Linked DNA regions of Zea mays: all the other regions are linked to region 1. The links are chromatin contacts, called in public Hi-C maps. All regions are on one chromosome and are shown on one strand. Each heading gives the region's core, a stretch centred on a gene start, on an enhancer-like site or on the middle of the called end of the contact. The rest is flanking DNA. Distances are from core to core; before and after follow the strand shown. Region 1 holds the start of LOC118476080. Region 2 holds the start of LOC100272921. Region 3 holds the start of LOC103640625 (Protein DYAD).

Evidence for each region. A called contact is a pair of places that touch in the nucleus more often than the background predicts.
Region 2: a Hi-C map of leaf shows a contact between it and region 1, with 2.5 times the contacts expected there. The contact joins the promoter of LOC100272921 here to the promoter of LOC118476080 in region 1. A contact is called at or near these places in 3 of 25 Hi-C or Micro-C datasets (ear, leaf and tassel).
Region 3: a Hi-C map of bundle sheath shows a contact between it and region 1, with 4 times the contacts expected there. The contact joins the promoter of LOC103640625 here to the promoter of LOC118476080 in region 1. A contact is called at or near these places in 4 of 25 Hi-C or Micro-C datasets (bundle sheath, leaf and tassel).

Annotation. Positions count from the first base shown.
Region 1 is chr1:179,920,094-179,923,975 of Zm-B73-REFERENCE-NAM-5.0, forward strand. It overlaps LOC118476080, which reads right to left and starts at 2,235. Exons shown (of 1, transcript XM_035964149.1): 1 at 791-2,235. The coding sequence starts at 2,036. The coding sequence ends at 1,365. LOC103640624 reads right to left here and starts at 3,824. Exons shown (of 1, transcript NM_001323568.1): 1 at 3,190-3,824. The coding sequence starts at 3,772. The coding sequence ends at 3,482.
Region 2 is chr1:179,709,405-179,713,286 of Zm-B73-REFERENCE-NAM-5.0, forward strand. It overlaps LOC100272921, which reads left to right and starts at 2,261. Exons shown (of 6, transcript NM_001147373.1): 1 at 2,261-2,702. The coding sequence starts at 2,628.
Region 3 is chr1:180,115,209-180,119,090 of Zm-B73-REFERENCE-NAM-5.0, forward strand. LOC103640625 (Protein DYAD) reads left to right here and starts at 2,185. Exons shown (of 7, transcript XM_008664066.3): 1 at 2,185-3,882. The coding sequence starts at 2,741. LOC100274059 reads left to right here. Exons shown (of 15, transcript NM_001360529.1): 11 at 368-469; 12 at 562-671; 13 at 760-847; 14 at 1,225-1,415; 15 at 1,494-1,923. The coding sequence ends at 1,725.

The DNA of each region.
Region 1 (3,882 bases), core at 985-3,484:
CGGCTGCTGACGGTCCTTTGCCGAGAGTCGCTCTTCGCCAAGTGGGTGGCACTCGGCAAAGCGCACTTTGCCGAGTGTTTCTCTGTGTCGAGAGTCCAGCTCTCGGTAAGCGTGGTTGTTACTGAGAGCAAGATTTTGTCGAGGACGACATCGGTAAAGAAGGCTTTGCCGAGTATTCGACAAAAAGTACTCGGTAAACACGGAACACTCAGCAAAGATCTAGATTCCGGTAGTGGCGACTCAAATCACAATAGTACTACTATATCATGACAAAAGGCAAGTGACCGATGCATGCACTCCCTCCCATCCAATCGGTCACAAGAAGAAGCCCATGACAAGAAGAAGAAGAAGAAGACGACGAAGAAGAAGAAGACGCTAGAAAACCCAAGACTCGAGTGTTCCAAAGCTTCTTCGTTAGTGTAGCTACCTCAACCGGTGCCTGGATCGGGCTGGAATGGATCTCATAGTACTTCTCCGGTTCTACTGTGTTTTGGGCCTGATGCACTTCCATCCCAAACGGAATAGTATCTTGTACGCAGGCTTAGCAATTCTTGGGCTTGGCTCCCCACGGCCCAATGACGAGAGCAAAGTTTTTTTATACCGAATAAGATCGGCTCGGCTCTGCTCGTCTCAAGTACGAGTACCCAACCAAGATGAACACAGTTACGACACGAGCCAATTCTAGCGTCTTCTCTCTCTCTTTCTTGGCGTCTTCTTGCTTCTTTTTTTAGAGCCTTGAAGCGTTGGACCTGTTTGGTGTTCAATCAAGGTTTTGTGCGACAAGAAAAACTAATAAATGACTTCTTTTCATTTGACCAATAAATAATCGATCTCTGCATGTAACCCTAAATAAAGCATGAAATCAGAACACGTTTTTTAGTTCCTATGCGTCTACTTGTCATTAGAATTCTCAAGGCCAGGTCAATCGTCCATGTCTCTCCATGACATAAACCAGCTGGGACGTAGGGGTATAGCTGCTCCTACTACTTAGCTAGAACATCGTCACAGCCAGCCCTAGTGCATGATGAATAGTAGGAGACAAGGTTGGCCGACCGTGTCCACCACATGCACGTCAGAACAACAGTATCTGAAAGACGCACGAACGATCAAGAACAACAATGAAAGAAGATACAGTTCCTTCCCTCCTCCCACCCAATGCAAGAAAATATTTCGGAAAAAGGAAAAAACGCGAGCAATCAATGAAACCGGTCGTCGCCGTCGCAGCAATCTGCAGCCGATCGATCAACCAATCGCTGGAGTTCGTTCATCTTTTCCCTATGAGGATTGTATGCGGCATGCGACGGATCGGGATCGGGTCCAAGAAACCGGCACGGAGAGATGTGGCGGCGGCGGTCGATCAGGAGCTAGCACCTCCTCTCCTCGCGCTGCGACGGGCTGCGCCAGAAGCCGGCGCCCTGGAAGCTGGCCCAGACCTTCGCCTCCGCCTCGGCGAGCTCGTCGCGCCCGGCCTCCGCCCGCGCGGGCCAGTGGCAGAAGTCGAGGGCGTCGCCGTTGCGGTCCCGGGCCGCCGCCGCGGTCGGGGAGGCGGACGCGGCAGCGCCCGAGGCGCCGAGGAGCTCCGCCTCCTCCTTCTTCTTCTTGGCCGCGCGCCTGCGGCGCGCGCGGGCGCGCAGCGCGCGGCGGCACAGCGCGGCGGGCACGCGCACGGCCGCCAGCACCACCAGCTCCACCACCGCGCAGGGGAAGCAGCAGCACACCGCGGCGCACTCCGCCGCCGTCCCGCCCGCCACCTCCCCGCACCGCGGCTGCTCGCGCGCCCGACGCCGCTCGCGCTCCCGCCGCGCCTCCACGGGCGGGGACCGCCGCAGCCGCCGCTCCGACTCCTGCGCCGCCGCCGCCGCCGCCTGGGACGGAGACGCTGACGCCGACGCAGACGCCGACCCTGATGCCCACTGCCTCGTGGACGAGGTCACGGACGCCGAAGCCGACCGCCGGTGGCTGCGCCGCTGCTGCTTCTGCTGGTGCTCGTGGCGCCGGCCGTCGCGCGCGCGCTCCATGCTGGCCTCGGCGGCCATCGCCCGCGATCGCGCGCTCGCCGCCGCCACCGCTGGCGACGTCAGTGGCAGCGGCGCGCCGCCATCACCTGGAGATTCGTGCGGGGGAGAGCGAGCGGACGAGCGGCCGGCCGAGGGAGGAGACGCATTCGCACGGGGGAGGGGAGGACGAGAGAGGCGGTTGTGGCATGCGCGGGGCGCCGCCGTATATATTAGGGAGCTTTCGTCCGGCTGACGGGTGGGGCCTCCCACATCATATATATATACAGACACGAGGGCTGGGGCTCGCGTCATCCGGGGAACCCGTCAGGCCGCTCCACGGCAGGCGCGACCCGTTTCTGGTGGTGGGGAGGCTGGCACGTGGGTCCAGCTATCTATCTATCTGTTCTTTTTTTTCCTATCCCTCTCTCTTCTTTTTAGTTCCTCTTTTCTTGGCAATACTATGCAGCTGATGTTGAAATTAAACCGATCCCAATTAAGCTTTGAGGTACTCTAGTGTTCAGCGGATTAGGGTATAAATTAGTTTGATTTACACTCCAATCTATTTTAATACATGCGAATTTAGATGAATACTAGAGTATCCAAACAAAGTCTTAGTTGTACTGGTCGATCAGCCTCTGCCCGCACTTTACGGCTGAATTTCCCTTTCCTTTTTTTTTCTTCTGCGACGTGCAGAACATCTCCCATCTAGCCTCCATGAACTACGACGTGACGACGAAGCACGGTGTTAATGTCGATTTGGTACCAAACACTAAAATGAACCATCTAGCGGTGCTTTCTACGGGACTCCTGCGGATGGTCCGTGGTTCGGCGTCGGACGGTCTGTGACCTCGCTGTAAGAGCGCTTCCTTCTCTGTGTGATTTAGAATGGTCCGTGTCTGGAACTCGAACGGTCCACGATGACGTAAGGTCTTTTTCGCAGAAATATGAACCGCTTTCCAAAGGAGCCGCTCCCTGGGATGGAGTTGTTCCGTCTTAACTGGCTTCGGAACCTACCTAAAAGCGGAATGCGCGCCCAATCAGAACCACATGTGTGGTTGTGGCGGTGAGACGAAGTGTGTTCTAGAGGGAAGCTTCTTCTTCGCAACATGCATTGTCGGAAAGATGTGATGGTATCCATCGTTGTAATAATCTCTCACAACTAACTGCAGATATATAGGGCATGTTTGGTTTTCTTCTTAGATGAGCCAAGTTGTATCTTTACCGTCAGGTTCCCAGTACATGCACATGGATGGTGTTTGGTTATGAAACTCATGGATCGGAGCCTGGAAAGATCGAGTTTGTTTGTTTCCGTTTGTTTGTCTCATACGGCATGCAAGCACACGCGTCGATTCGCACTGAACAAGCACACACAGCCCACGGAAACCGCAACGGCTTACGTACGGCAGCTGAACGTGCATGCCGCCACGTCACGCAAGCTACACAGCCATGCACCACAAGTCAGGCTGACGCGCGGCGGCGGCGTGCTATCTTGCTCGGGTGACCGCCGCCGCCGTCGACGCCCGCCGCCGCCGGTACTCCTCTCGGCTGGACGACGGCTCCGCCACGTCGGCCGCGAAGCGCACCTTCTTGTTCTTCTTCGTGCGGCGCCGGCCCTGGTCCGCGGCTCCGTCGCCTTCGCCGAGTATCATGACCCTGAGGTCCGCCTCCAGGCGGCGGTGGAGGCGGTAGGAGACGAGGATGACGCTCGTCGACACCACGGCGACCGCCAGCAGCCCCAGGCAGCTCCCCGCGCCGCTGCTGCTCCGCCGCTCCATCGCGATCAGCGAGGCGGGCCGCCGCCGACCTTCCGCTAGGCAGCTGGCTTCCACCGGACCACAGCCGCACAGCTTCAACGACGATATACGGGTATAGATAGATCGATGGA
Region 2 (3,882 bases), core at 1,011-3,510, 210 kb before region 1:
TTGAAATTCGAGGGGCCAAGAAGACAATCATTACATAGTTTGACTTTTTATAATTTAACTAATAATCAAGCATTTGATTTGAGGTTGTTCTCACCGATATAGAACTAACACTATTTGCTGCTAATTTGACATGTAGCCAAACACTCAGTTCCATTACCGAAATTACTCTGTATAGAGATTAAGGGGGTGTTTGGTTTCTAGGGACTAATGTTTAGTCCCTTCATTTTATTCCTTTTTAGTATATAAATTGCTAAATATAGAAACTAAAATAAAGTTTTAGTTTCTATATTTGGCAATTTTGGAACTAAAATGGAATAAAATGTAGGGACTAAACATTAGTCCCTTTAAACCAAACACCCCCTAAAATATATTATATACTGGTGAGTAGTACCTGCTTCCATCACACATTCGTTCGGCTGCTACCCAACGACATGTGCTGAGATGTTGCCTCTGTAAGCTTCTCCTCGCGGCTAAGAGATTGTCTTCCTTCATGAAACTGCAGTGTGCGAACGTTCACTCATCAATGATTTAGCACAAAATAATAATTTTTGTATGCTTTAATTTCAACTTCCAAATATAACGCGACGAATGCTGAAATTATAAAATGCTCAAATCTTGCTCTTGCTATTCTCCTCAATCTTCAATTCCTCTCACCTCAATCCAACGGTGCAAATATGGCGAAGTCCTCCATGATGCCTCTGTGAGGTTCAGGCTCGCCATCTCGGGGAGCAACATCACCTGCTCCTGCTGCGGGAACACCAACACTAAAGAGGGAAGGAGGCAAACCGAATGAGTATCGAGGCCTTGAGCGGGTCCGAGGTAGCGGTGGTATTGGCGGTGGTCTTGGAGGCTGGCTTGGTGGTGCAAGCCAGGAAGAAGACAGTGAGCTTGACGTCGAGCGGCCTGCAAGCTGCGTGCTGCCCTAGCGAACGAATGGAAGGTGCGTCACATCGTCGCGGAGTCGGAAGGTTGCCTTCTTGTAGGGTGTGAAGGGATGAAGTACCTGGTTAGCGAGACGGCGTTTGAGGCGGGCGGGCGAGGGGTGGCCGGGTGGGGGGCTCCTTGTTGCGGAGGCTTCTCCCTAGTTCCGGGTTCGCGGCTAGCGACAGTGCTAGCGCCATTGGAGGTGGTCCTGCAGCCTGGAGGGAGCGCCAGAGGAGTGTGAGAGGAGGGATCAAGGGATCGACAGAGGTGTGAGGAACCGGAGGCTCTTGGGCAAGCTGGATTTTGGGGCAAAAGGAATGGACGGGACGCGACGCATTGTGAAGTTTCTAGGAGCGACTTAGCGAGCGCGTAGAGGACGTGGTTTTGCAGACGAAGGGAGTTCACCGTGGGTCGCTCATCTATGATCCAACGATGAAGATGAAATGAGACGACGTGGATGCCCTGATTGAGCGCGTTTCTGTCCGGCTTTCATAATAAGGAAATATCCAACAAGCCAATGTCACATATTAATTAATACATCAGACATGGGCCATATACCAATTTGCATCTCGCCCTCGCCATTATTCATTTGACATCTGCGCGTATCAAACCCAATCTTCAGTTATATCCTGACTTTAATTAATTAATACTAAGAGCTAGTTTGGAAACTCCATTTTTCTGAGAGATTTACATTTTCCCAAGAAAAATTAGTTTATTTTCTTTGGGAAAAATAGAGTTTGGGCCCGGCCGGCCGGCGCAGCAGTGCTGCTGACTGTAGCAGTGGGAATTTAGTGGCTGTGCATACGTGAAGAATTCATCCGCGACGACTGAACGCGTGCAGATCTTTTTGTGGGTGGACAATTTATGATGCATGCATGAGAGCAGCAGGGGGTACATACACATGCATGGTTTCTATTGGATTACAACATTCGTCTTCGAGCACAGCATATCCTCAGGATTAATTAATTCAAACGTTTTAAGTTCGAATAATGGAGATGTATATATATAGAAAAAAAATAGTAATCGCCACTTTTTTTATTTCCAAGTGCATTGCGTATAGTCAGTCTAATAGTATATACTAATATCTATATATTGCATACTCTGAATATTATTTGTTCCATAGATTCAGTTGGCCTAAAAAATTGATTTTTTCAAAGGAAGAAACGGTAGGGTTATATGTGCATTTATTTCAAGATTATGCTTGTGAGATGGATGGATAGATAGGCATGCATGGTAGGAGGGTATCTCCCACCCACTCATTGTAGCAATCATGGGGCATTTCCCCTCTCTCCAGCACATTGCTGCTTCCACAGTTCCACACACATAAGGCCACCACAGCAAATAAAGGCACTGCTGCACTCTCTCTCTCTCTCTCTCTCTCTCTCTCTCTCTACGCGAAAAGAAAAGAGGAAAGTGGGATAGCTCAATCTCTCCTTCCACCGTCTCTCAGTTCTCACTCTAGCGCTCTCTCTCTCCACATATATATCAGTAGGATGGATGTGCAAACCTAGCTTGTTGCTGCCTTTCTAGCTGAGAACTGAGCTGTAGCTGTTGGTACGGTTTTCCTCCTCGCTCTTCTTCTCCTTCTTCTTGCTGCTGGTTGCCGGGAGCTGAGATCGATCGAGAGCACTGCTGTTGTTCGTGCGGCCGGAGGCGGCGGCGCGCGGCAGGGGGCGGAGACGACGACCGATCGGTCAGAAGGAATGTCGTCGGCCCAAATCGCGCCGGCGGACCATGTGTGCTATGTGCACTGCAACTTCTGCAACACAGTTCTCGCGGTAAGCTAAGATCAGGATCGATGAACTCTCTGCCTGGCTGGCTGGTGGTAGTGGTACTGGTACCTAGCTAGCTGCTACTTTCCCTTTTTCTCTGCCTCCCTAAATCTGCTTTCGAGATTTATGCGCAGTGATGAATTGACTGCCGCGCGCCTCCGTACCCATGCACCCTCATCGCCACGCAGTTATATTGGCCTGTTTTCTTTCCCACGATTTGTTTTCTACCTGCGCTCTTCCAAATTGGTTTAGGCTTGGGGGTCGCCCCGGCCCCTTCTCTCAGTTAACCGAAAATTAAAGAGGCAGTAAATCGGCTTTTTCTTCACGAGATCTGCCTAGCATGTCGTCTGCTTTCTTCGATTCAATTTCTTCAAATCTAGTTCCGAATTTTCTCTTTTGAAGCTCCCATCCTTTTTCTGTTCTTCAAATTTCTTGTTCCTTTGGAAAGGATGTTTTCTGCTGTTTGAGGGCCAGGTACATGGACCGATCAGTTTGCTAGCTAGATATGTAATTCGATTTAAATATGTACTTCTGGAAGTTCTCTAGATTTTGTTTTGGTTGCTCTGTAATGTACTTCTGTGTATGATATTTCTTTGGGTGTACAACAAAATTCCTGCATTATATCCTCCAGTTGCGCTCTCTTGAATCCCTTGATTTTAATTAACTGAAACTAGTGGTGAACAGCGTCCACTATACAGAAACCAAAGGCAACTGTAGCAGTGTATATACATGCATGTGCATGGGTAGTATTATTGAACTTTACTTTAATTTATATACACTATTTTCAAGAAAAGGGGTTATTATATGAGAAAATTCGTAATTCGTGTTCACTGAGAGGTCAAGTTTTTCATATTCAATTCGTATGTTCATATGTATACAAATTGAATTTCCCTTAATTATCAACATGGAATGATACAATCGCCTTAGTGTTATGAAAGCCACTTTTGAAGCTAATTAAGAGCATACCCCTGCAGCTCCTTCTACTTAGTTTTTTATCTTATTGGTAAAACTCTTGTCCCCAGTTCCAAAAGAAGAACTTAATTAACTTAACAGGGGGAAATAATTTGATTCTAATTAACCTAGCGGCCAAATACTCTCCTATCTGCTGAATATAATCGGCTAGCCAAGTTTTCAAAAGCTATGATTTATGTACAGCACTGCCTTCTGTCCTTTACCGTACCCCCCA
Region 3 (3,882 bases), core at 935-3,434, 200 kb after region 1:
CCAAAATCTGTGTTTGGGGATTAGAAGCAACTTCTGGCAGCCAGAAGTCAACCCCCCCCCCCCCCCCAATAAGCTGAAACAAACGGGTCCATATATTCTTACTAACCAACCATTAAGGCACTAGTAAATGATACTGATGTGTAGACTGTAGATACATGTTGGCCGTTTTTCAACTGTCAACTATATTTGTTGGATGAAGTCCTTTGCCTACCGTTGCCTGGTATGATAATGGGACTGATACAGTAATTTCAAAATACCAGAGACAATTCAAGCTTATTTAACCCTTTTTTTGTATCTCTATACCACATTAAAATCATTTTATCTGAATGGATCACCTTGTAACCACATCAGTTTGCACTGTTGCCAGGGCGTTTGCTTTTCTATGCCTCTTTGCAGCACTGAAGTGGAGCAGGCTACTGAGGACGACCTTATTGAACTTTCAGAAATCGAAAGGCGCAATGTCGGACAGGTTTTGGTTTCCTCCCTGTTTCGCCTGGTTTGAATTTAGCCACTCTGCAGCTACCAACTGGATGTAAAAACAAAAGATAACTGAACCTGCAGGCACTCCATTTGGATGCTTTATCTGACGTGGATAACACCACGCAGTCGCTGCTTTCGTTTACTGGCAACGAGAACGTTCATGGCCTATACGACGTTCTATTGAATTACAAGTACGGCGCATCTCATTTTGTCGTATAAGCTCATCCTTGTTTTTGCCTCGAAAGTTCTGTTGTATAAGCTCATCCTGTGATTCTTCAGGTCCTTGCTGAATTCATTATCTGCTGTGGATGTCCCAGTCTTGTATTCACCCCAGCCATTTCAAAATGGCTGTCTACACATCCCAGAGGTATTTTTTTCTTCTTCTGTCAATTCTATATAGTTTTATCTCTTTTGTCTGTCTCTGCCTTTTTTTTGTTACTAGGAAACTTGGTGACTTGGACTCTTTTATTTAGGAAGAAAGGGGACCATGTTAGTGCGACATGTTAGAAATGCAAACTGGTGCATGTGGAAGCCCTGATTTTGCTAATGCATAATAATTAGATCTGAAGCTGCTACACCATCACCATGCTTAAAATGTTTTGTTTCTGTATTAGTGCAGTGGAAAGGAGGTTACATTGAACTGCGCACCATCCTTTAGACTGAATTGCGTAATTGCAAAGTTTGGTTTTTTTTGGTTTAATATAAAAAAAATCTGATCCTCTGAACCTACTATGCATCTCTCAGGTGAAGTGTAGGGAGATGAGGAGAGCAGACATGTCATCCGGCGGGTTCGACACAGAACAGGGATCCGCATTTGCGTCGACGGCAGGCAACGTATGCTACAGCATGGAAGTAAAGGACGCGGTTCTGCCGCCATGGGTGGTCTCTGGGCTGTGCGCCGCCATGAGCTTGGACGCGACCAGCTTTGATCTGACGTACGTACGCGCAACCACTCCCCCGCCGGACACTGACTCTAGTTCTGCGCTGAGCTTTTGTCGTGGGTTCTCTCGCAGGATCGCCACGGAGCCGTCGTCGATGGGCTTGAACGTGGCTCTCGACTCCATGGGCACCACCACCACGGATGTCCAGCCTGAAGGATCCACCCCCTCCAGCTGCTCTGCGCCCACGACGCCCTTGGTGGGTGCCGTTCCTGACGCGGCCCTCGTCCCTGCCCTGCACTCCGCCTCGCTGCGCCGCCTCACCTACACGGACGGCGGCGGGTACGTTGCGCACACAACCGTGTGAGCGCCTCTGAGCTTGAGAGCCCGGCCCTCCTCGGTATGCGCAGCGCAGCGCAGGCTTGTTCTTTTGAGAATTTGGAGCCTGCCCTGGCCTTTGTCGTACAAGGACGACGTGTCGTTACACGCTTGGTTGGGTTGGATGGTAACTAAACTATGAGGCCAGACTTCTTCTGGTGGTCTGGAAAAGGAACACTTATGCTTGAACTCGGTGTGTGCTTTTTGCCTGGTCGTACTGTCGTTCAAAGTTGGGACCGTTCTTACCTTGCCGTGACACCGCCTGTTGGTGTGAGCTCCTGCTGTTTGAATTCTGAAGACAACCATCACCGTTCTGCGGTTGACAGAGGACGGTTTCTTGATTCTTTTTTTCTTCTCTCGTGTGCATTGTATTTGTATTGCACCCTGCACTTGCCGGCTGTCCCGGTCGGTCTAGCACATCCTGCTGAGTTCCTGACTCCTGAGCCAGGACCGACCGTCCAACCAGTTGAAGAACGGACGGAGCGGCGAAAGGCTGAGATGGCAATTCAAAAAATCACATGGCTGAGAAAACAAAACGAGACGGGAATAGGATGAGGTAGACTAGAGGACCAGGTGGTTGCGGGCCACCACGCCAAGTGTCGTCTGTCGCATGATTCTGAGACAGGAGATTAGCGCAAGGCCCGAGGCAGGAAGTCTTCTCCGGGCGGGCCCCGCAGATCCTTCCCACTCTTTCCCTGAGTTCCCTCTAGGTACCACGAGGCCGCTCATCACCCCCCGCAACGCGACAAACGGGCGAAACGGCAAAAGCAGCTCCCCCTGCGGCCTGCGCGGCTGCGCCCGCCCTGCAGCTGCTCTGCTTCCCTTTTTTTTTTTGAAATCCTCCGCTTCCTTCCTTCTGCTTCTCCTCGAGGGTCGAGGCTCTGCCGCTCTGCTATGCTGCTGCCGCCACTCGCTCGGAAAAAGCTTCGTCCTTTTCTCTCGCTCCCTCCCCTCACATTCGTTCCTCGCACCCTTCCACTTTCCGCGTCTGCGCTCGGCCGCCCATGAGCGCCTGCGGGGGCACCATCCCCGCGTCGCGCTTCCTGCGCCGCCGCGCCGCCGTGCGGGACCTGGGCGGGGACGCGGCCGCCGGCGACACCGACGCCTTCTGGGCCGCCCCGCCCCGCCTCTACGACTTCTCCCAGCAGCAGCAGCAGCAGCACACGGCCCAGGCCGCGCGGCGATCGCCCTCGCCGGCGCCGACCAGCCCGTGCCTCCTCGCCCGGAAGCGGCACCAGCAGTCCCCGTCGCCTCCTCCATCCCCGCGGCGCTCGCCTTCGTCGCCCGGGACCTGCCTGCTCTCCGCCCTGCACCGCACCTGCGTGGGCTGGGGCGTCACCAGGCGCGCCGAGTACCCCAGACGGCACCGCCCGGTTTCTCCCGCGGCTTGTGGGCAGGTTACGGGGATGCACACGCACGGGCGGGCGGCGGCTCGGTGCGTGGACGAGGACGAGGAGAGCACCAGCAAGAACAGCAAGTGCCTGTTGGCCGTGGGCAAGAACGAGCTGGAGGAGGAGGTGGGTCAAGACCACGAGAGCTGCCTGCACCGCCGCCGCCGCGCCAAGAAGGCCCCGTGGGCCGTCAAGGAGGAGCAGGAGACGTCAGGTGAGGCGGCGGAGGAGGGCGCCAAGCGCGCCAAGAGGACCCCACTGAAGCATGAGGCGGCGGCGGCGGCGGAGAGCAAGCCCGCCGGCGCCGCCACCGCCACCGCCACTCCCGACTCCGGCTCGCCACGCGGCAACGGCAAGGTCGACCGGTGGGCGGCGTGGCGGTACGCGGCGGGCGAGGCGGCGCTGGCCAACATCCTGCGCGAGCGCGGCGCCACCGCCGGCAATCCCACGCCGCGGGCCGTCCTGCGGGCGCAGGCGCGCCGCTTCATCAGCGACACCGGCCTGCTCGACAACCTCCTCCGCCACGTCGCCGACAAGGTCCCCGCCGGCACCGCTGACCGCGTCCGCCGCCGGTATAACCCGGCCGGAGGCATGGAGTACTGGATCGAGCCGGCCGGGCTGGCGGCCGCGCGGCGGGAGGCCGGCGTCGAGGACACGTACTGGGTGCCGCCGCCCGGGTGGAAGCCCGGAGACCCCGTGTCGCCGGAGGCCCGCACGCTCGAGGTGCAGAAGCAGGTGGAGGTGCTCGCCGGGGA